Linked DNA regions of Mus musculus: region 2 is linked to region 1. A link is a contact called in public promoter capture Hi-C data. All regions are on one chromosome and are shown on one strand. The core of a region is the stretch at or near the end of the contact, and the rest is flanking DNA. Distances in the headings are between cores, read along the strand shown. Region 1 holds the start of Crisp1 (cysteine-rich secretory protein 1). Region 2 holds the start of Opn5 (opsin 5).

What was found. Promoter capture Hi-C pulls out the DNA fragments that hold promoters and counts their contacts.
Region 2: a promoter capture Hi-C map of pre-B cells shows a contact between it and region 1, with 8 times the contacts expected there. The contact joins the promoter of Opn5 here to the promoter of Crisp1 in region 1.

Annotation. Positions count from the first base shown.
Region 1 is chr17:40,315,723-40,322,751 of GRCm38.p6, forward strand. It overlaps Crisp1 (cysteine-rich secretory protein 1), which reads right to left and starts at 3,485. Exons shown (of 8, transcript NM_009638.3): 1 at 3,433-3,485.
Region 2 is chr17:42,607,356-42,614,384 of GRCm38.p6, forward strand. It overlaps Opn5 (opsin 5), which reads right to left and starts at 3,958. Exons shown (of 7, transcript NM_181753.4): 1 at 3,825-3,958. The coding sequence starts at 3,954.

The DNA of each region.
Region 1 (7,029 bases), core at 2,235-4,734:
TCCACCTCACACCAGTCAGAATGGCTAAGATCAAAAATTCAGGTGACAGCAGATGCTGGCGAGGATGTGGAGAAAGAGGAACACTCCTCCATTGTTGGTGGGATTGCAGGCTTGTACAACCACTCTGGAAATCAGTCTGGCGGTTCCTCAGAAAATTGGACATAGTACTACCGGAGGATCCAGCAATACCTCTCCTGGGCATATATCCAGAAGATGCCCCAACTGGTAAGAAGGACACATGCTCCACTATGTTCATAGCAGCCTTATTTATAATAGCCAGAAGCTGGAAAGAACCCAGATGCCCCTCAACAGAGGAATGGATACAGAAAATGTGGTACATCTACACAATGGAGTACTACTCAGCTATTAAAAAGAATGAATTTATGAAATTCCTAGCCAAATGGATGGACCTGGAGGGCATCATCCTGAGTGAGGTAACACATTCACAAAGGAACTCACACAATATGTACTCACTGATAAGTGGATATTAGCCCAAAACCTAGGATACCCAAGATATAAGATACAATTTCCTAAACACATGAAACTCAAGAAAAATGAAGACTGAAGTGTGGACACTATGCCCCTCCTTAGAAGTGGGAACAAAACACCCTTGGAAGGAGTTACAGAGACAAAGTTTGGAGCTGAGATGAAAGGATGGACCATGTAGAGACTGCCTTATCCAAGGATCCACCCCATAATCAGCATCCAAACGCTGACACCATTGCATACACTAGCAAGATTTTATCGAAAGGACCCAGATGTAGCTGTCTCTTGTGAGACTATGCCGGGGCCTAGCAAACACAGAAGTGGATGCCCACAGTCAGCTAATGGATGGATTACAGGGCTCCCAATGGAGGAGCTAGAGAAAGTACCCAAGGAGCTAAAGGGATCTGCAACCCTATAGGTGGATCAACATTATGAACTAACCAGTACCCCGGAGCTCTTGACTCTAGCTGCATATGTATCAAAAGATGGCCTAGTCGGCCATCACTGGAAAGAGAGGCCCATTGGACACACAAACTTTATATGCCCCAGAACAGGGGAACGCCAGGGCCAAAAAGAGGGAGTGGGCGGGTAGGGGAGTGGGGGTGGGTGGGTATGGGGGACTTTTGGTATAGCATTGGAAATGTAAATGAGCTAAATACCTAATAAAAAATGGAAAGAAAAAAAAAAAAAAAAAAAGAAGTGTTCTCTCAACTGGAGTATCCGCCACTCAAATAATACTGGCTGTATCAAGTTGAGATAAAACTAGCCAGAATGTTCTCTACTGAGGATATGATGTTTATTTGTTTGTTAATTATTCACTAAAAGTTTTACTCTTCATTTCGAAACAAAGAATTTGGAACACATCTTCTTATTAATGGTATAATACAAAACACCCTTACACACACACACAAACACATGCACAAACATTTGAATGTATGCTACTATACAATATATATGTATACTTTTATATAGAGATCTGAGGCAATTGCTTTTCACCCTGTAAGTTGAGACAAGATCTAGCAGAGCCCTCAGATCTCACCATTTCAGTAGGTTTGACTCCATAACTTGTTCCAAGTATATTCTGCCTCAGCCTTCTGCCAGATATGAATAGCATGTAGCCACACCCATCTGGATTTTAAGATGGGCTTGGTGATTTGAACTCTGACCCCCAAGCTTGTATACCTGGTGCATTCTCTACTGAGCCATCTTGACAGCACTCACATTTTACTTTTTAAATTTGTTAGGCAAATGGTTTCTCCTAACCAGTAAGAAAAGTTTTTCTTACTCTACATTTAATATGTGGAAGGAATACAATGCATAAATATGTAATTTTTATGAAATGTGTCAAAGCACCCCTTGCCATAACTTAGGCACTCACAATAACATAGATACTATGACTATGGGCTTGGTGTCACTTGTCATGTGACGCTTTATGGGATTCATTTCAAACTCATAAAAACATAGTTGGGAGACACTGTGACTAAATATTCCACTCTACACATGAGCAATCTCAGTATTAGAGATTTAGTAATGAGGTGTCCCATAAGAACTCAGGTAACAGAAGTGAAATAGAAGCACCATCTTAAAGCCTTCAGTTCTGAAAGCCAGAAATTGCAATGCTTTGAAGGTTATGTAGACATGAAAGTATGTCAATAAAACCCCTGCAGAATTACATAGGATGATCACATTACAGGAAAAATAACATGATTCTAATGGATCATTTTCTTCCAATTATCTACTGTAATATTTTCTAAATTCCAATATAATATTGTTATTGTCACTCTTGATTGCTTTGTCATGTTTTTCTGAGGTATGATTCAGTCGACAGAGTGCATAAGTTCATCCAAACTGCTAGAAATCACTATGGACAAAATGTTGCAAAAACAATCTGTCAATTCCTACAAAATAATTTTTCCAAGAAAAAAAATATCCTTGCTTCCTTGAATTTGCTAAGCAGTAGCACTGAAATTCTGAACTGTGCCTGATGTATAATTCTAGAAATTTCTGACACTCATCTCTGCAATCCACCCTTTGTCTCATAAATTTGCATCCCTTTACCTAATAGCTTTCAGGATTTATACTTATTGTCACTTTGACTGCTTTTTATCCAAATTCAGAAGTCTAGATACATTGACAGGCACTGTAGGTTCAAATATAAAAGAGCAGAGCACATAATTTAGACACATGGAAGAAAACATCCATAAATGCTCTTTGGAATTATTATCTTCTGCAGTAGCATAGAATTTCTATCTGATAGACATTAAATAGTTCCATGAAACCCTAATATTTTCCAGAAACATTTTTGTCTGCCCCAAACACAAAGTTCTTATGTGCTCTGTCATATAAGATATATACATAATTTATACATGTAATTAAACTATAAGCTACCAGAATATATTCACCTATGACCAGAAACACTGTATGTTTTGGTTTTTGCTTGTCTTGAATGTATTTTATGGACAATTTATATTTTCTGCTGATGATCATCAATAGCATATTTTTTTTCAAGTTCACTGCTATAATATTCTTTTGATAAACTTAAAATCAGTGGCAAGGATACCTTCACATACATATTCTAAAAACATTTGTATCACTGTACAGAAATAGATTTTAAATAAAATCCCTACACTCCTAAGTTGTAGTCTTATTAGAGATACCACTCACAGAACACTTGAAAAAAATTCATAGACATTATTTCTGATTTTAGAGTTAAAAAGTTTCATTCCCATTATTTCTTTACAATATTATTTCCAAGATAACAAATAAGCTATATAATCATGTATGTCACTTTATATAATAAAATATAAACAATTGTTCTCAATAAAATTATCAGTATGATTCTGATAACAACCACACATAATTAATTAAATGTAAAAGTTCACTGTTGTTTAGTTGTAAATGTATTCAATTAGGAACTTGATCTCATAATAAAGGAGAACTACTTACTGCTGGCTTCAGAGTAGAATGAGGCGTTGTTCTGCAGGAAGAAGAAAGGTGACATCAGACAAGAGTCTCAGCTGTCTATTTATACTCTGCATAGTTCCTGTTTTGGCACAATCTGCTTGTGCAAGCTGGTCTTGGTTAACCAGGTATGACACAGGATTTGTCATGCCAGATTTTATTGCTGGTCATCGAACTGACATTTTGACATCATGTGATGACTGTATATTAGAAACAAATTTTACTGGCTCTTTCATGCTCATCTAGTGAATAAAATGTGTGTATATATTTGCCATTAAATGCTTCAAAAACTTTTAATCATATAATTTTTATCTTATCAGAGCTGTGAGGATTTTTTTTTCTTTTAAAGGGGCTACAAAGGTGACTTGGATTTAGAGTACTTCCTGCTCTTACATAGAATAATGAGTTTTGTTTCTTCTAGCTATGTATGGTGTGTTACTATTGCTTGTAACTGCAGGGGATTGGACAATTTCTAGTCTCCATGAACACATATTTATATGAGTATACCTTTACTCAAAAGCAATTAGATACCCATACATGCACAATTTTTAAAAAAAAAGTCCCTTTAAGAATGAGTGTAGACTTATACCTTTCAAGTTCTCTTGAGAATTCAACATTTCCTCACAGAACGTGAGGTGTCCAAACCTAATTGTTGATATTAGGAAATTGTTGAATGCTTTAGAAAACAACTGTGTCTTGTACCTTTGAAAATTCAATGTGATAATACCTTCAAGAGAGACCCATTGGTCATGCAAACTTTATGTGCTCCAGTACAGGAGAATGCCTGGGCCAAAAAGTGGGAGTGGGTGGGTAGGGAAGTTGGGGGGAGGGTATGGGAACTTTTGGGATAGCATTGGAAATGTAAATGAGGAAAATACCTAATAAAAATATTAAAAAAGAAAAAAAAACACATAAAAAAAGAGTATATTGATAAAGAACTCTAGTTATCTTTAAAGCAACCAGCACTGGCCTTTATTTTCTGGTTGAACGGTGTTAAACATGATATTGTGCAACATATCAAATTGCTTTCATTGAGTGTGTAGATCTACACAAGGTTTCATGTTTTCTAAGCTTTTTTCCATGTTACAAAAGTGAAGCAGTATAGAATACTGACCCCAAATACCATAGGCAATTACATTAACAAATGTGTTTTGATAAATACTAGAGAATAATTTACCATTCTCAAGTAGTACATACATATTCCTGAAAGGCATTTCAAGAATCTCAAGTATAATGTATATGTATATTATGACACATCTTTATGTTCACCTGTCTATGTGAACAAGATGTACCATAGAACAGAATCTACTCAATGCATATTTTAATTTTATTTAAAGATACAAAATAGGTTTAAATGTCTATATTACTAAATCCCTTTCTTATTTTCTATAATGTTTGGTATTCTTCACAGATAACCACAGTGCAAATTATATTTCTTCTTTTATATTTTTCAGTACATAGATGATTGTGTTTAACTATTTCACATAAAAATACATAATTTTATCCATTATGTAACTTGTTGTTAATTTTGATTTTAACTATTTTAGCTTTAAGTCCTCTTTTATGTTAGTTATATGACTGTCAGGAACAATGTTAAGGTGACTAAAGAAAACAATTGTTATTTTCTGGATAGGTAAGCTCCATGTATCTGGCTATTTGATAAAATCATATAAGCATAACTAAAATATTCACTTAGAAAAACATGCCTGAATGACTACATCATGTTATATTGATTTTTTATTATCTAGGATGAGGTAAAAACATATTTTTACCTACAGTAAGTCACATTAAATGTCAGTATGTAGATAAATCTTCCCCAGGATGGTGAGACTGTTGGCATTTGTTGAGCCAAGGAAATCTCTTGATCAGGGCCAGTTATAAGTAAACATTGTTAGCCAACACATACAACTTCTGAGAACAGAGTCCTTCTTTCTTTGATATCATTTCTTTGGGATACAAAAACAGAATCTATTATACTATGGCATTTTCAGTGTATAAAGAACATTTTATATAAAAAAAAAGTTTGAATAGTTCAGACATCTTCCATATACATGAGTCATCCATTGTCATTAGTATTCATAACTATGTGAGAGTTACGGTGGACCTTTGAAAAAGAACAATGATTTTCTTTTGAGATCAACTTCTGTTTGTTTCAGCACTGGATCATTAATTGTCAGTGTGGTGACAATGTCATTTTATTGTCTCATTTCCTATGGAAACTCTTTTCAACATTTATAGGCTTTCCACAGTAAGATGCCAGTCGACACCAGGATATTGACTTCTCTGCTTCTCCAACAATGGTCCAAAATAAACGTTTTTTTTCCTCTGTAACTTAACTCTTCTCCAGTTTATGTCAACACCAGTAGACTAAGGCAAAAATACATTATAGAGATACAGAAACTCATAAACCCTCTTTACTGAGCAATAAATAACAACCTCAAGCCACGTGTAGTTATCTTATCTTCTTGGGAAGGAGAATAAAGGAGAAGAAGGCAGAGTAGAAAAGGGGAGAATGTAAAAAAATAAGATAGTATATTTGCTTGTGTGTATGTGTGTGTTTGTGTGTGTGTGTCTGTGTGTGTGTGTGTGAGAGAGAGAGGGGGGAGAGAGAAAGAGAGAGAGAGAGAGACAGAGAGAGAGAGAGAGAGAGAGAGCGAGAGAGAGAGAGACTTCATTTAAAAATATTCCTTGTTGTCAACCTAATTTCATTGGTTAGGAATGTATTCTGTATTTAATATTTTCTATTAAAGCTCCGTAGATAGCTAAAATCAATGTCTGCAGTGACTTTTCTAAAGTATAAGATCAGTGGTAAATTAATCTATTATTTAAACGGTTTCTTGATTTCTGTCATCACATAGTACTCTACTCATCTAATATTATGAATGATGCAGGGGTGGAAATGGAGAGGAGCCTAAAGAAAAGAAGGTCTAGAGACAGGCTCAATGTGGAATCTAGCTCAAGGGGAGGAGAAAGAGAGCAAGTTTAGGAGAAGAGAGCTCAAGTGGAGGTTACAAGGGTTTACACTATTACTGAGGCTATGGAACACTCACAAAAAGCGACATATCATGATTGCCCTCTGAAAGACCCAACAAACAGATGAAAGAGTCAGATGCAGATATTTGCACCCAACCAATGAACAGAAGTTGTTGACCCCTGTGGTTGAATTAGGGAAAAGCTGGAAGAAGCTGAGGAGGAGGGCAACCCTGTACAACCAGTAGTTTCAGTTAACCTGGACCCCCAAAATCTCTCAGACACTTGACCAACAACCAGGCAGCACACACCAGCTGATTTGAGGCCCCCAACACATATACAGCAGAGGACTGATAGGTCTGGGTTCTGTCAGAGAAGAAGCACCTAACCCTCAAGAGACTGGTGGTCTCAGGGAGTTTACAGGTCTGGTAGGGTGGTGGGTAGGGATAACTACATCCTTATGGAGATGGAGACAGGGAAGAGGTATGATATTTGGAACAGTTGGAGGGTGGGCTAGGAGGGGAATAAAACCTGGATTGTAAAAGACATAATAATTAAAGATTAAATTTTTTAAAAATACTTTAATACTGAAACTAATGCTAGAAATAATGG
Region 2 (7,029 bases), core at 2,708-5,207, 2.3 Mb after region 1:
TGACAGGACACTAGATAAAAATCTAAGTTGAGAAGATGAAATAAAAGCATGGATTGTGAGTGACAGGCAAGGGATGGGTCGCCTCAGAAGGGGTAGGAATGGGGAATTACAGGACTGAACTTACCCAGACAAGGGAACCACTAGCTTCTCGGTTAGGCTCAGGATGATGTGGGAATCCCAATGGTCAGTTCTTGTACCGGCCCCCAGGGCAGAGTGTTTTCCTCGCCATTTTTATAAAGTATTGGCTTTATATGACTCCCTCCCTTGAATAAGTGGAATCAACCCCTTAGCTTTTTATAAAAATCTTGAAGATAAAGTCAACCAAGAGAGGTGACTTCAGTGCCCCTGTGGGCTCACATAGGAGCACTGGCATGTGGGAGAGGTGTGGTCAGAGGTGGCTTCCTTGCAAGGAAGGGGTCATGTCCTCAACACAGGCCCCAGGACTTAGATTCCTGCGGTGGAATGGACCCTCACTATCTGGACCATGGATGCCTTCAGCTACCCCTGGACTAGCTGTCAAGGGTAAGTGTGTAACCACTGACAACATTCCCCTCCCACCAAGGAGAGAGAAAGTGACCCTCAACCCACCAGACCTGACAACAACGACATACATGTGTTCCCAAGTTTGAATGTTCTTTTATTAATGGCAAGTTGGTTTTGGATATTACAATGAAACTGTTCACAAGTTCTTACAAGCCCAGTTTTTAAAAATCCAAAAATTAGACCCATTATCTACTGACTGTATTTAAGAAAAGAATACACCTACTTCCATAGCTTAACATGTAGAGTAGATTTCCTCAGGAATTCTTGCTTCATAGTGTAGCTGTGTATAAATGAGAATCTGGTACAGCTGCCTTCAGTGGTAAGGAATAAGGAAAGTATTAACAGGAGAGACCCAGCGTTTTCTGTTTAAATTTCTACTTTACTTCCTCCACCACAATTCATTTGAGGGGGCAAGGGGAAAAAAAAAATGTGTGTCTCTGCTGATGGCATAAAACCACCGGATCTGACTGCATGGTGCTTTTTAGGGAATGCTGACTCTCTGGAGCCAAAGATGCTTAATGGTCCATGAAAGCCTCTTTAGCTTTCTTAAAGCAAATGGGGGAGGGGAGACTGAAGGGATTGTGCAGTCCTAGAGCAGAGGGGATAAAAGGCAACTCCTAATAAGAAGCCATCTAGCAAGGCACACTGGGAAAGAAAAGTGCAAAAAACGCAGCTCAAAAATAGTAAAACAAATTCCATCTTTGTCATAGCCAAAAAAAAAGGGGGGGGGGAACAGTTAAGTATTCGCATGCAGTCAATCCAGAAAGTTCCTCTAACACCCTTTGCCTGCCAGCATCTCTTGAGATTATTTCTTACTCTCATTTTCTTAAACTTTTTACTAACCCTATTTCATAGGGTTTCACCCAGTGCCCGTCATGATTTTAAAAATAGTGAACTCTATTAATGCTATGCTCAGTTGTTTCCGTGAGCAACCTTGTCTGCAGATGAGCATAATGAGACATCAGATTTATTTTTAAGACTAAGGAAAACAAAATTATGAAGATAGAGACTAGGGGGTGGTCTTTTTTTTTTTTTTTTTTTTTTTTTTTTTTGGATCATCAAAATCCTGTACCTTTTGTGTATAGACGGGCTGAAAAGCCTTCCTCTTAGGCAGTTAGTAAAACAGGTTTTAACATGGAGAGAAGAGAGTGGCAAACGGGCCTCACATTTATTTCTCCTGCATATCAATCTGGGGTTTCTATTCTCATTCTTCAGTTTCCCCGAAGATTCCTAGTATTTAACAAAGATGACCAAGAATGTTGCTTTGTCCACTCGGGCTCCTTAAAAAGGATCTAAACAAGTGACAAGCAGACATGGGTCTAGAAAGAGTATAAGCCCCTCCATTCTCATCCAAACCCACCCTTCCTCACTCACCCCAAATGATTTTTCTGTGACTTCAATTCACCTAGTACTCCCTTAGCTTGGGGACTTCCTTTCCAACACCTAAGTTTTAAGCTCCACTCCAGCACTTAAGTCTGATCTTGACTCCCTTGCACTCAACATGCATGAAATGAGAACTTTTCTCATTTCCCACCAACACTGCTGCACTCTCTTGCTAAAAATCCTTCAAAGTAGGAAGGGAATGGGCTAATCGTTCTCCCACGGTTAGATCGCCTAGAGCCATTGATCTGGTTAAAGACACTATTTTCAAAGCATCCCTTGCAACTGACTGGAACAAATAATTCTAATTTGTGAAATGATTCTTTGTCTGCCTTTCCTGATCACTGAGTTTAGGAAGACATGGTGTGGAGTTTATTCTGAGGCACTCTCGCTTTAAGCGTAGCAAAGAGTGGATACTTCATATATTTGTGTTCAAAAGGCCAAATTTCAATTAAAATGAAAAGTAGTCAAATGCTCACAGTAAATACGAGGATCCTTGAAATTATTTTGCAACAGAGCATATGATTTAATCTCATAAGTTCTTTCTGCCTCAAGCACTGACCATAGAGGGATCTATGGAACATTCTAGTGTGTTTTTTTTTCCAATTTCAGGAATTACATGAAATTCTTCACCAGTCATAAACAGATGAGAGAGGGAGGGGAAGAGAAAAAGGGAGGGAGGGAGAGTGGAAGAAACAAAGAAAGGAGGGAGAGAAAGAAAGGTTGAGAAAGCAGGCTGGAACCAACATCTGAAATATTAAAGACACATAAACCTAAAGATAGAACCCACCTGCACGCAGCTCACCCAAATTTAATATAGCAACTTTAAATTAAAGAAATGTGGTAAATATTTAAAGACAGTGCTACAATTTAGCCCTGGCTGGCCCGGAATTTTATGTAGACCAGTTTGGCCTGGAGTTCATAGAGATCTGCCTGCCTCTGACTCTCAAATGCTAGGGTTAAAAAACATGCCACCACGCCCAGACAAAATGTCATTGGTGCAAAATTGCATTGTGCAATTCAGTAGAAATATAAACCAGAAATGTGAGCTATACATATGTTGCTGGGTTTTTTTTCTGGTAGCCACATTAAGCAGCATAAAAGCACAAAAGAAAATTAGTTTTAATAATTTAATACTTAATCTACTAATCCATAAATTATGTATAAATCTAATCCATAAACTCATAATCCAGAAATTATGAGTTCAATGGACATTTCATATTTCAAAATATCAGTAAGATGTTTGTACATTATTTTCCAAGTACTAAGCCTTCAATAGGAGGCGTGCATTTTCACTACAATCTGCTCATTTGAAAGGTAACAGTTTGTCCACTCAGGAGCCATGGGTGGCTGCCAGTTTGAACAATACAGTCTAACATAAGGCAGATTCAACCCTGTGTGAGTTATACACAAAAACTCTTTTCACCAAAGTGTGGAATTTCATTGATCACCAGAATAATTTTTATCTTCATAGGACTGAGGTGCAACTTATAAAGCAGTGTTCACTGTCACTGTTATATTGGGCCAGAGTTCCCTCATTTATGAGAAAATGAAGCTAAAGTAGATGGTGTCTAAGAGCCATTCTTTTTAAAACAGAAAAATTATCAATTATCACTCTTTTGATAGCCAGAAATCAAACCTAGTAATCAAGTGACCAAATGAAGTAGCTTTGAGATAAAGAATTCACTATGAATGTTCTTTGGATTATTAATAGAATATTTATCCCTAATGAGAGCAACAGTCATTTTTTTATGAAACATTGATTGACTGTCACAATGCCAATTCACCTTCTCCACCTCTGCTAATACCCACGTACTTATCAGAATCATTTGTGCAAAATCAATACAGCCTATGAATTCTCTCAATGCAGCCTCTGACACAGAAGCATTAAGGAAGCTTACCGATTATTGTTAGGTAAAAGCCAGCCACTAAATCCGCTTCCCAGGAAAGTTTGGAAGCAAAAGGGTCCTCGTCTCGAAGATAGTGGGGCAGGCGCTCATCCTGAGGTAGGGCAGTGTGGTTCAAGGCCATGCTGGTCTCACACCCCCCAGGAGTCTGTGAAGCAAATCAGCAGAGATCTCAACAGACGGAATAACAAGTCCGTGAATCCGCTCACAAATGCATCTCTTTCCATAAAACAAAAGGCAAACTCCAGGGTCCCACAGGTGATTGGTACCTAGTGGAGAGATGTTCACCGTTGTTTTGTTTTGTTTTGTTTTTTTCTTAAATGACGTAAATACACCAACACGCAGTTGTTCAATTTGCAGTCTAGACAAGCCTGCATCTTCTCCTCAGGCTGCCTCTGCGGCTTTTCACACCTCCCCCAGTGAATAAAAGGTTGAAAACTAGTTTGTCCTATTGCTCCCTAGCAAACTTTGTAGAGCTCTGACGTAAGAAAACCCACAGTGAGAAATGTGGACACTGCACACTGACTTGCCAGAACACAGCATCCCAAGATAGCCCAAGCTTTCTCCATTCTTAACAGGCATGGTGAGCTAAGGAAAGAAAGAGTGTTCAGGGCACACGGACATGGACACTTCATGAAATGAAGCTAAGAGGTCAGAGATTGACAGGGTTAACCTAAGATTTAAGGCTGTTGATGAGTGGGGAAGGGGAGGGGCACACCAGCTTCCATCCATAGCTAAGGAGCAGTTATCTGCTTCGATAGGAAGGAGAGTCAGTTTTCTTTGGGGATGTGGCCTCTGGTAGGTTAATTATGGTCCAGTAAGTGGTCCTGCAACTTAAACTCAACACAATGGGCAACACAAATTAGACTTAGTGTGTTTAAAAAAAATGAAAAAATTCTCAAAGAATAAATGTTTGTGTGTGTGTGTGTGTTTGTGTCTGTGTCTGTGTGTATGTATGTATATAACTAAGGGCTGGGGGCTGGGAAGATGGCTCAGTGGATAAGAACACTGGCTGCTCTTCCATAGGTCCTGAGTTCAATTCCCAACAACTACATAACCAATCAATCCGTCGTGGGATCCAATGCCTTTGTCTGGTGTGTTTGAAGAGAACAACAGCGTACTCGCGTGCATAAAATAAATAAACAAATCTTTTTTAAAAAATAATTAAGGACTGGAGAGCTGTATCAGTGACTAAGAGAACACAACATGCTTACAGAGGAGCTGAGTTTGCCCCAGAACCCAGACTGGGTGGCTCACAGCCACCTGTATCTACAGCTCCAGGAGGGTCTGGCACCTCTGACTTTAGGCATTGGCACTTACCACACACACACACACATACACACACACCACAGAGAGACACTCACACACATGCATGCACAGATAAATATGCAGACACACATGCATACAGAGACACAGTCACACATGTACACACAGGATATACACACATACATAGGTACACCCATGTACGAATACATATACTCACACACTCACAGAGACATACTCACACATAGATATACACAGATACACACAGAGACACACTCATACATACACAGAAAGACACATACATACATACATACATACTTACATACACACATGCTCACACACACTCAATACACATACTCATACACTTAAAAGTAAAATAAATCTTAGGGAAAAAAATGGGCTATTTAGAAAATAATTGGGCCTTGATTAAAGTATACAAGGCTAGCCATGGGAAGGTTTAGAGTTTCTTAAAGCAGAGAACAGCTTATTTCAGCCACATTCCTTCAACGCCAGGATAAAATCCTAAGCAATGAGAAACTCTTAAAGCACGCAGAATTCTGTGCTATTTCTTTTGAGTTTTGATTTTGAAAGGTTTACAAAACGAACCACAACAACAACAAAACCTTTAAGTGACACTCTGCAGAAACCCAAGTCCCGTGCTGCCTCTCCCTAGTAAGGGAGGAGCCTGTGCTTCTGGGAAGTGACACACATTGCTGAGAACATGACATCCAGTGAGGCAGTAGCTACTTCTTGGTATTAAAGGAGAAATACTTTGAACCAGCTCATTTCAAACTGAACCAGTAGATGGCACTGTTCAGCCCTCTGAGACATTGGAAGTAAAAGGAATCAACTCTCCAGAGTTGTGTTAGCCTCACACAAGGAGACAGGCAATCAGTAGGTGTCACAGAGGTGCTTTCAGTTTCTATAAAAGGACAGATTTAACCCCTTTCTGGCAGACAGTTTACAGCCCGCGCAAGGCTTTTCAGTGAGAAATGGCATTTGGCAGAAGTTACTTACAGTTTGAGGACACTCTGCAATGAATATCCATTCCCATTCTTCCCAATTAGTTACAGAAAGCTAGCTGTATAGGAACCTGGCTGCCAAGCCCACTCCATCTCAAGCCCTGCCCATCCAGAGGATTTCTTTTAACGGTCAAGCTCCTGATTCCCCCTTATTCTGGTCAAGTCTGTCATCACAAGGTCCCCAAGCACTCTGGCTGTCTGGCCTCTTAGATGCAGAAACATGAGATGAAGCTGAGGCAGGTTTGGCACTCCCGCATCAGATCTTAAAAATTCTGATCTACGGCAATTTCTGAAAAGTCACATCTTACAGGTCCCCCGTGTTCATTAGCAACGAGATAGTGAATTTCTTTTCCTTTTTTTCGGTTTTACCGTATGTGTGACTGGCATGTTTGCAGCATGGGGACACATGTGTGGGGTGTACATATGGAGGCCAGAGGTTGATGTTGGTGATCGTCCTCAGTGTTTTTCTCCAGGTAATGACTTCTGATCAATACCCAAGCTTTCATAGATCACAAGTCTTGACAGCCAGCTCCCACTGGTGTTCCTGTCTCCTCACACTTGCACGGTAATTTATGTGGTGCTGGGGGCATCTTGTGGAAGAATTGGGGATAGAATTGAGTGAACCAGAGAGGTCACTGACACCACAAGAAGACCTACAGAGTCGACTAACCTGGACCCATGGGGGCTCACAGAGACTGAACCAGCAACGAAAGAGCATGGAGGGGCTGGACCTAGACCCCCTACACATTCGTATGTGCTGCTTGGTCTTTGTAATTTACATGCAGTAGTTCTTCAGCTTGGGCAAATACAATTGAGGGAAAAGACCATTTCCTCCCCCAGACTTTGGACAGATCAGTAATGTGAAATCTCATCTGCTTCTGATGCCATGCCCTTGACTCACCCTCCTGGACTGT